Regions from separate parts of the Hordeum vulgare genome. Here region 2 is linked to region 1. The links are chromatin contacts, called in public Hi-C maps. All regions are on one chromosome and are shown on one strand. Each heading gives the region's core, a stretch centred on a gene start, on an enhancer-like site or on the middle of the called end of the contact. The rest is flanking DNA. Distances are from core to core; before and after follow the strand shown.

Region 1 (5,358 bases), core at 563-3,062:
CCACGTGATGCCCTCTCTCTAGATTCGTTTCTCCTCTAGTCTAGTTTAAGCAGCGCTTAGGCGAAGCCCAGTTGGAATAGCTCTACCACCATTGCCGTGACGCCGTCGCGCTGCCGGAGAACTCATCTACCTCCCCTTCCCCTCTTGTTGGATCAAGAAGGTAGAGATCATCGTCGAGCTATATGTGTCCTGAACGCGGAGGTGTCGTCCGTTCGGCGCTAGATCGGGATGGATTGTGGGACGACGATGATTTGGATCGCGTCGATGTTCCACTACATCAACCGCGTTTCTTAACGCTTCCCGCTTAGCGATCTACAAGGGTATGTGGATCCGATCTCCCCTCTCGTAGATGGTCATCACCATGATAGGTCTTCGTGCGCGTAGGAATTTTTTTGTTTCCCATGCAACGTTCTCAACAGCTACGACGCAGGTGTAACACTCGGATGTATGATTTCATACCCCTCTCGGAAGAGGTAAAGACCCATATGTTCGAGCCCAGAGGCTAGTGTTTGCTTATGGGGGTGTGAATACACGGGATGGGTACCCTTGTCGAGGAGCTCCGAGGCGGCTTATATAGAGTTCGCGTGGGTCCGAGGAATCCCATTACGAGGGTGTTTAAGGCTAATAACTATGGAAGTTACTAGTAACAACAACTCTAACTACAACGTTACACGTAACATCGGTTTTCAGTGGGCTTTATGTGAGATGTTAAGTCCCTTGGTGGTTGCAGCTCCTTCGTCGTCCACTCTCGCCCTGGTCCAAGTGTTGGTGCATGTCCGACTGGCCCGAGGACTGGCCGAGTGACTCCATACGTCCGACTGGGGCCTTAGGTGGGCCTTGGATGGCAGGTCCATGACCCTACCCCTCGTAGGTAACCCCATCATGCTCCACTACTTGTTGCTTGTATGCTCCATTGCTTGTTGCTTTAACTATGTGCACTCTTAGGAGAAATGGTATGTGATGTTCATCGAAAGGGCTCCATGTTTAGAGTCCATAAGAAGCTTACAATGAACAAGTGTGAGGATACATCATCAACAACCACAAATGTTTAAGACTAAGCATGGAGCAGGAGATTCGTATTCCAAGTTTGTGCGAAAAGCAAGCATGCAACAAAATTAAAGTAGGCAAGATGGATCATTGGTTTGGGCTCAAGAATCTCAGCATCATCGTCCAGTTCATCATCATTGCACTGTTGTGGTGTTGGTGTGATCGATGTAATCGATGTAATCGTGTGTAAGGTATAGTTGTAATGGATAAACTCATCAAATAGGGTACGAGGTTATCATAATTCTATGCTCGTATACAATCAAACAAGGTGCGTTTGTACGAGTACAAACAATATGAGCAACTAGACACATGCATAGAGACGTCGCTATAATCCGAAAAAAGGATATGCAGACAACCAATTAACACAAACATAATTTTTTTTACGTGCATATGATTAATCAGGTCCTAGTAAGATAACTATGCAAAATGACTAAAGACAATGCGAGGTCATTGTAGGTGACGAATGGCGAGCAGCACACATGCACTTGCGCCGCACCGCACCGCGCACAAAGGTGGAAATGGAATGGAACCCATCCGTCCCGTCCCGTCCCGTCCCAGTCCTGTGCGGAATCGGGGCGTGGGGCTTGGCAGTCTCCTCGATGAATATGGACACATGACCGTGCCGCGCTCCAGCTCCAGCTTCCAAACGGAGAGAGACCATAAACAAACCGCTTGCAACTAGGGAGGGGGCCGGGGGACCTACCCATTTCGCCACATCACCCCGCGCGCAAAACTGGTGCCATACTCGCGTCCGACGAGCGGGACGACCTCCTTCCTTTGTTTGTCCCTCCCCTCCCCTCCCGCGGTTGCTTTCCACAACCGCTGGCCGTGCAGGTGCAGCACAGAACACAACAGCCACTCCCGCACTCGGCTGCCGAGCCTATAAAGGGCGGTGCCCAGCCACCACCTTAATGACACTGTCATCGCCAAACACGAACAGAAACACAAACCAAAAGCATTCCTTCCTTCCCTCTCGCCCTCCCTTCTCCAGCTCTGTCTCATCACAATCTCAAGATCACTGACGCTCCCAAGAGTTAACAAGAGAGAGAGAGAGTAAGGAAATGGGGATGCAATCAGTGTGCGGAGGAGCAGGGCGGTGGCGGCGAGCAGTGGCGTGGTGGGGGGTCGTGGTCCTCGGCCATTTAGTGAGCTGCGGCCGCGCGGGGCTCCTGGACACCAACCCGGGCTTGTCCTATAACTTCTACGGGACGACGTGCCCCAGCGCGGAGGCCACCGTCCGGAGCATCACCTGGGCGCAGGTCGCCGGCAACCAGGCCCTCCCCGGCCAGCTACTCAGGCTGCACTTCCACGACTGCTTCGTCAAGGTCAGTTCCTTCCTTCCTTCCTTCCTTCGTTAACGTCGCCCTGCCCCCACTTCCGCTTCAGCTCTTCTCCCTTTCCCTGAGCCTGAGCCTGAGCGGAGTGGGTCTTTGCTTCCACTTCCGTCGGCGCCATGCCCGTGCCCAGCCGGCCGACGCGGAAAGCGCTTCTTTTCCCGGCAGCAAATTAACTGCGGATTCCATTTCTAGCTACCACATTCATGTTCGAATCAAGAGTCCTGGCTCCTCGCTCTAATTAAACTGGCATACCATACCATACAGATCGCCTTTCTCCCTCTGCCCAAGCAGATTTTACTGCGGGTTTTCTACTAATTAGCTTTTCAGCTTCTTTATCCCTGCTGTAGTGAGATGCAGAGGTCGGGGGCTTCGTTCCTTTCTTTTAAATAATAAAAAAATCCCTCCTGTAGTGAGAGTACTACGTACAAGGCAGTTTGACTGTTGATATGTACACGAGGGAGCACCTTTACGTGGTATACTACGTAAGCATTACGGCACCTTTCCGCTCGTAGCGACACACCCAAGCAAGAAAACAAGGACGAGAAATACTAGACTAGACTAGTGCAAGGGGAGCAAGGTGAATCTTGTCATAGTACAGTATTTTCCGTGCGCCGAGTCGAGTGGGCAAGGCCAATGCGTCGCCGCTCACATGCGCGCCGTGCCACCCAGCTGGTGGCGCGCGACAGCTATCAAAGCTGCCGCGCCGGTACGGCGGTAGCAGGAGCAGCTTTGGCCTCTTGCGTCGGCCCCGCGCGCGCCCGCTCACATCCAAATTTCAAACCCCAAATATGCGATCTGTGTGTGGCTGACGTTTCCTTGAATGCGATAATGCAGGGCTGCGACGCGTCCATCCTGCTGGACAACGCGCAGAGCGAGAAGACGGCGCCGCCCAACGGCTCCCTCGGCGGCTACCCGGTGATCGACGCCATCAAGGCGCAGCTCGAGAAAGCGTGCCCGGGCGTCGTCTCCTGCGCTGACATCGTCGCGCTCGCCGCCCGCGACGCCGTCTCCTACCAGTTCAAGGCCCCGCTCTGGCAGGTCGAGACCGGCCGCCGGGACGGCCCCGTCTCGCTGGCCAGCAACACCGGTGCGCTGCCCTCGCCCTCCGCTGGCTTCAACGGCCTGCTGCAGAGCTTCGCCGCCAAGGGGCTCGATGTCAACGACCTCGTCGCGCTCTCGGGCGCGCACACCATCGGCAAGGCCAGCTGCTCCAGCGTCACGCCCAGGCTGTACCAGGGCAACGCCACCAGCATCGACCCACTGCTCGACTCCACGTACGCCAAGACGCTCATGAACGCCTGCCCCAACAGTCCCACCTCGACGTCCACGGTGGACTTGGACGGCGCCACGCCCTTCAAGTTCGACGGCAGCTACTACACCAACCTGCAGAACAAGCGGGGGGTGCTCGCCTCCGACGCCGCACTCACGCAGAACGCCGCCGCCGCCACCATTGTCAACGACCTGACCAACCCCATCAAGTTCTACGCCGCCTTCTCCATGTCCATGAAGAAGATGGGCCGCGTCGACGTGCTCACCCTCAAGAACGGACAAGGGAAGATCAGGACCAAGTGCAATGTGCCGTGAGGATTCATCAAGGAGCGCCACAGATTTTCTTGGATTATTTTACTCTCTCCCTCCCCGTCTTATTTCATCGGCGCGGATCAAATATATTGTGCCCGCCATGATTAAGCTCCCAAATCTATATTGATTTGTTAAGTGCGGTGCCTGAGTATGTAAGATTATTAGTCACGACATGCGTTGCATTCCTCTTGCAATCAGCCAAAGAAGGTGGTTCGGTACTTCTCTCTGCTCTCACTTGTCAGCCATGTCCAAGTGTCGAAATATTCAGAGCAAGTGCACCTTTGTTCAGATAATGCTATACATGATCCAACGGCCATCCACGCTTCGCTTTTAAGCCCTTCTCCTTGAGGCAAAATTTCATATTCTGGCCTTTTTGCAAAAGTTGATCATCTGACTTTTTTTTATCGTCAGGGTCCATGACGGTACCAACCTACCGTAGAAATCCCTGGTGGTAGGAAATTTATCCATCTGAGCATGATGCACCGTACTGTCAAACTCCTCGACGATAGGTCGTACAACTCTATCGTCAGGATGCTCACCTCAGCGGTAGGTGTGAGTTCACTCTGTATCCGATACTTAGATATTTTTACGGTAGTGCGTGCACCCCTACCGCCAAGGACTCTGGTGATAGGAAAAGGACCAGATTCCAGTTTTTATCAAACCAGGGTATATTTTGATCAACTTTTAAAAAAGGGTCAAAACATGAAAATAGCCTCTCCTCGATAGCTACAATTGTCGTGACACTATTTACTATTTTCTATTTTACTGTTAATTTTACCGTCACCTAAAGACTCTCCAAAATAGAGGATCGTGAAAAATACAAAATTGGATTGACTTCTCTTCTTGAATCCGGGACTATATGAGTCTTCAACAATGAGCGTTTGACGCCACATGTATAACAAGGGGTGATTTGTATGGGATCTCACATCAAACAAGATAGTGAGATCAACTAAAAAGCAAAATTAAAAATTATATTTAGACACTTAAAAAAATCTGAAATTATTTAAGAACATCCAAGTAGGGCATGTCTACAACTCCAAAAAAATGAGCTCCAAACTTGTGTACATTTACAGATTTTTAAAAAGTCGAATGTGATCGACTTTGTGTGAATACTAGTTTTACACTATTCATATCTGATTTATGTTTTTTTATTAATGTAAGTCAAATTTGGTGCTGAAACTTTTTGCGTTTGTACAATAAACATTTTTTTTGAACCAAACCCGTAGAACAATCGTTCTACGGTGTATATATATTAAAATTAATAAAAGGTACAAAGAAGCAAAGTGCCAATTTAATACAAAAAAAGCTTATCATACTCCTGTTTTTGTGAAACCCGGTGATAACATGGTTCAAAGTAGGTTTTGATCAACACAGCTTAAAAGTTGTTCTTCAG
Region 2 (5,587 bases), core at 1,396-3,895, 200 kb after region 1:
GAAAAAACCTATGAACTCATTGCAGGAAGGTGCTAGGTGACCGAGTAAATGCTACTTGAAAACGAGAAAGAGTACGAGCTGTATTGGTTCGGTGCTGGGTATGTGGAGAGAAAAGAGAAGAAGATGTTGGAGGAGAAGCAAAAGAGTGAACACAGAGCTAAGTATTAGAAGCAATTCAAAGAGTGGTGCGTTCGGAAAAGGCGAGAAAAGACCTAGCGAGTTAGACTCGATTCACGTGCATGTAACGATATACTTTGTTCAGTATGAAGAGAGGGAATAAACTGTTATTTGAATGATACCCTATCGTAATTACAAACACATTGAACGTAAAAGAACATGAATAGCACAAATCATAACATTATAGCACCGCAATGGAAAGTTTAGAGTTTTCACACAACAGGGCGTACACGTTCTAAATCAATGAAAAATCATAATGAAACAACTTCAAATATGAAATTAAGAGTTGTTAAAAGCATCAACTTTTGTAGTTGGAGCAACTAAAAGCCAATCTGGTCTATTGTAACAATGCAATTCAACCAACTGAAAATGGTTCGTATTCTTTGATCATCTTCCCGATTGTGCCGTTGTCAGTGAGTTCGGTCAAACTCATCCTCTCACCGGTGTTTAACCTCAACCACCCACTTGAGCTGAAGCTCGGCAACCACCCACTTGAACTGAACCTGACCCTTACCTAGGGTTCCTCATCACCATCTCATTACTTGACTCCAACATCCTCTTGTGACCTGAGGTGAACTTATTCTTGGTGCTGAAGTTCCACTTGATCCCGTCACTTGGGTAATCCCTGCTTCAATAGTAAATGAAATCATTACAGAGTAAACCATGTTCCACAAGCTTCTCTCTCAAATTATAAATGGTGATCGAGTCTTCTAGCCATGGCTCAGGTTCTAGTTGACAGAAAGATGATTTATGCACAATGCACCGGACCATTCGAAGATTATCCATCTCCACATTTAATGAACTTTTACAAGATTTACAGCATGGACTAATGCCTACAGAAGAAATTCATGTTGTAGACCTGAAAAACTGAGTTGACGAAGACAACATAGGCAAATACTTGCTTCGTAGATGCGGATGCGAACAAGCTCCGACGGACACAGGGATTGAGGACGTCCTTGATGGTCAATGACGATGACATCCTTCCTTGATGGATTCAGATTGAGAGTGGAAGAGGCTGAGGAGAGCAAAAATGATGCTTTTGCGGGAGGGGAGGGGGGCTATGGATGGGTGATGCAAGGGCAACAATATTTAAACAATCAAAAGGTGCCAATTCATCTAGATACTCCTAGAGTAATGATACCACTACTCAATATTAGATGGTCTAACGTGTGTCAAATATGGTAGACACTCTTGCAAATAAAATGCGCCGGTATATACAGCGGGTAATCAAGACAGTAGAGGCGCAGATAGAAAGCGAGACGATACAATTTTGTAGATATCAACGCTTATGAAACAAATGTGTTCCGATTCAACAACGCCTAGGAAAATGATGTTTCAAGGGTCGACAACGCCTAACTACAAGACGTGACATAAGAACTTTGATAGCGTCATTTCATCCGACACTTCAGGGCGGCTCCACGCTGATAGCGTGACCGACGATCATGGACTTCTACCGGTCAAAGCCGTCTAAGAGAAAGGCGTGCATACTATTGAACGGGAGAATAGGGATTGGTGGAATAGTTGTTGTATTCCTTAAGCCTTGTGGGCATATATATAGGAGTACATGATCATCTTCGAGTACAAGTCAAGGCAGGAACAAGTCCTAGTCTATATATGCTTTCTTAAACAATCACGTTACTCAACATCCCCCCGCAGTCACAACGGTAACGACGCACACGGTGAGACTGGAGAAGAATCCTAAGGTAAGCCGACGGTCATCCCCCACAGTCGTAACGGTCGATGCATCGTGGAAGTTGTGGCCAGAGTGGAAACCGATGAGGTTGCTCAAGCAAGGCGGTAGCCCTTTGTGCGTTGGTCGAGGTAGCCGAGAGCGTAGGGTGGTGTAGCCGTGGTCGAGGTAGTCGTGCGAAGAACGCCATGGTCGATGTCAAGTCGGGGTAGCCGGTGTCGAGGAAGTCGCCGTGGAGCCGCAGGCGCAAGGAGGCGCCGAGTTAGTCATGGGCGCAGTGGTGTCGAAGTAGTGGTGCGCCGGCTAGGTCTAGGAACTTGCGGCAGATACCATATTGAACGGGAAAATATGGATTGCTGGAATAGTTGTTGTATTGCTTGAGCCTCGTGGGCACACATATATGAATACATGATCATCTTGAAGTATACGTCAAGGCATGAACAAGTCATAGTCTATCTATGCTTTTCTATAAATCACGTTATACGTTTACGTTACATGTCGTACGGTCACGCCTGAACAAAGGAGTCAAGTAAGAAAATAAGAGTCTTCCTCGAGGGGCCATTTGTAAGATAATTTCCTTTTCTGTACGCAACGTAGGGCCCGTTCTCCGCGTCGGATCAGTCAGCTGCGTAGCTGGCTTTAGCTAGCAGCTAGTACTAGCGGCCATGCGTGAAACGATTGATCGAGGCGTGCATGTTGTTTGATGCCGATGGGCACGACACGGCGCCCGTGACTCGGCCGAGAACATGAACCAGACCAGGCCTAGATCACATTCACACGGAGCTAGCGAGTGCCCGATGTGCGCACCCCATGTGCTCGTGATGGATTTCCTGCCTCCAAGTCACTAGGCTAACTCGTGATGGGATAAGAGCGATCTTGTCTTGGCCGTTGTTTCCATCAGCTCAGGCTAAACAAAGATCCGATCGAGCTGGGTGGCAACTTTACCTTGTTGGTGTCCCCGTCGGGCGCAACGGAACCAACTGATGCCTAGCTCCGCGCTAGTGGACGTGGAGCCTGGGCCATTGATTGAACCGAAACCGGTCACAGCACAAGCATCGGCATGCACGGCGCTGTCGCATTCACCCAGGTTGGAAGCCATGTATATCTGCGAGATTTGGACCGTGCTTCGTTCTGGCTCGCGAACCGGCACTGCACCACCCCCAGTCGCTCTCGACGGAAATATGGTGGCACATGGGTATGGGTGCGTTCATGCTGGCCAGCGGAGGCTGGCAGCTCGTGCTCGTCGCTGTTGGGGAATTAAGCGGGAAAATCACCATCAGTCCCGCTCATTACCAGTATTCGGTCGCGGCTGAACGGGCAATCATGAGCCTCGGGTCGCGATTACCTGTGTATCCAATCATGCTGGATTCCGGAGCAGCGGTTATGCACGATACTTTGTGCGCACTACTCCGTACTATTACAAGTACAAATTATTAATCCCACATCGGAAATTTGAGTCACTCAAACCGGACTTAAAATTAGCGGCGTGCCTTTTTCATCGCCGGGCCTGGTAGTTCGGGCCTGTCACCCCATGCTTTGGGGGGCAGGAGTTGACTGAGGTGGCGTTTATACAGGGCCCGTTTGTTCACGGGTTGTTTCAGTCCTGCGCTTGAAAAGTGCAGCATTGCTAACCTAAGGGCCGTTGTGCGTGCCGGAGGTGTCGAGGATGGTGGCCCTTTGAGGCCGGGCAACCCCGGCCTGCAACCACCATGGCCTGCCTGTCAAAAGCGCGCCCCTATGTCAGCTCCTTAATTTTTTTGGGACCCCATTTGGCCCAAGGTCCACTATAAATATATTTATTTATTGTTTGAGGTATGCCATGAAAAAAATCAGAAAATAAAAAATGCCACACTCTTGACAAATATCAGAAAGTTTTTTTTATAAATAGCTTTATTAAATTATAGATTCGTTGAAGACATATCACATTAGATATGATATGCTTGTCCTTGAGTGATGTGCTTTTCCTGTAAACGTCACGATAATGAATTTTCAACATGTTTCATGTTTAACACATTATTGACGGTTTCCATGCGGAAATGAAAAGTTTACCCCCCCCTCAACCGTACAAACACAAGGCATGGCTAGCTGAATTCACGGATGTCCTCCAAACAATCAACTTTCCAGAGGTAGTTTTATTTTATTATTTATTATTATTATGTTTGAGTAGGATTGGGCATTCCAATTATCAACCTCTCTCGTGCAATGACAAGTGAATAAACATTCATTATGAAAATAATTCACTTAGCATGGAATATACTTACCGCCCCGTAGCTTCACGAGTAGTGCACACACACTAAACATATGTTTATTTGAAGGTTTAGAGATGACACATGTAAATTTACTTGAAACAAAGGGTAATACCGTATATAGGTAGATATAATGGACACTTATGGAATAAACTTGACTCAAGAATTCTGGATGCACAAATAGTAATCCCGCTTGGCGTGATAATTATAATATAAGATAATTTTTTATTTGACCACACACTGTTCATAAAAAATGTCACACTTTTCACCCAAATTGGGAAGCCAAAAATAACCTTTGAAATTGCCAAGTAATATATAAATATTAGTTTTAGCACAAATATTCATAAACCCCTCTCATGCCCATTGGCAGAAAACATCACACCCTTGCAAGAGCTAGAGGCCAGAACATCTCGCTCTCATCGTCGTTGGAAGGAATGGATGCGAAGAAAGAGGCGATCTCATGTGTCGTCTGCTGCAACCGACGTTGCTTCTCCGGGTAAGCCACCCTTGCTTCCTCGTTCTTGGGAGGGACTCGAAGGATTAGTCGATGGCGAGCTTCATCTTAGCGAACTTCGGATCCATTTTTACATGGCTATGAGGTTGTCGTTGGCGAGCATCTGTCACGAGATGTTGCTTCATCGCCATCTAGCCTACCATGTCGATCTCCAACGGATCCAACAATGGCGCCGTCTGAATCGGGGATGGCGGGGGTGATTGATACGTCTCCAACGTATCTATAATTTTTGATTGTTCTATGCTGTTATATTATCATTCTTGGTTGTTTTATAGTCATTTTGTAGCAATTTTATATAATTTTTGGGACTAAGCTATTGACATAGTGTCTAGTGGGAGTTGCTGTTTTTTTCCTTTGCAAAAAAATCCATATCACATGAGGTCCAATTTCGACTAAACTTTACGAAGATTTTTTTGGAATAAAAGAAAACTTGGGGGCCAAGATTGAGCAGCAGCCAAGGCCCAGGGGGGCCCACTAGACACCACGGCGCCAGAGGCCTCTGGTGCAGCCTGGTGTTTAGTGGGGCACTCCCAAAGCTTCTGCACTGCCTCTGAGCTCTATAAATACCCTAATATTTCAGAAACCCTAGGGGAGTCGACGAAAAATTGTTTGAGCTGCTGCAAGTTCCAGAGCCACGAAAACCAATCTAGAGCATTTTTCAGAGAAGAACACGATCATGTAGGGGTTCACCATCTCCATTGGTGCTCCTCCCATGATGTGTGAGTAGTTCAAATCAGACCTATGGGTCTGTAGGCAGTAGCTAGGTGGATTTCTCTCTCGTTTCGTTTCTCAATACAATGGTCTCTTGGAGATCCATATGATGTAACTCTTTCTTTTGCGGTGTGTTTGTTGGGATCCGATGAATTGTGAGTTTATGGTCAGATCTATGAAAACATATTCATGCTTGATTATTATTGCCTCGTATTTCTTTTCTGATATTTGGTTTTTGTGTGGCCAACT

What was found. Hi-C and Micro-C count contacts between places; a contact is called where the count stands out from the background.
Region 2: a Hi-C map of leaf shows a contact between it and region 1, with 5 times the contacts expected there. The contact joins the enhancer-like site here to the promoter of LOC123443495 in region 1. A contact is called at or near these places in 2 of 6 Hi-C or Micro-C datasets (leaf and seedling).

The regions. Positions count from the first base shown.
Region 1 is chr3H:195,828,620-195,833,977 of MorexV3_pseudomolecules_assembly, forward strand. It overlaps LOC123443495 (peroxidase 1-like), which reads left to right and starts at 1,813. Exons shown (of 2, transcript XM_045119879.1): 1 at 1,813-2,372; 2 at 3,219-4,187. The coding sequence starts at 2,109. The coding sequence ends at 3,968.
Region 2 is chr3H:196,028,591-196,034,177 of MorexV3_pseudomolecules_assembly, forward strand. No RefSeq gene overlaps it. Among protein-coding and RNA genes, the nearest start is that of LOC123443496, 120 kb to the left of the region's middle. Within about 2 kb of position 2,646, at least 3 of the 3 cell types and tissues checked have open chromatin away from gene starts, as enhancers often do. A contact at or near this core is called in leaf and seedling, where this site is marked.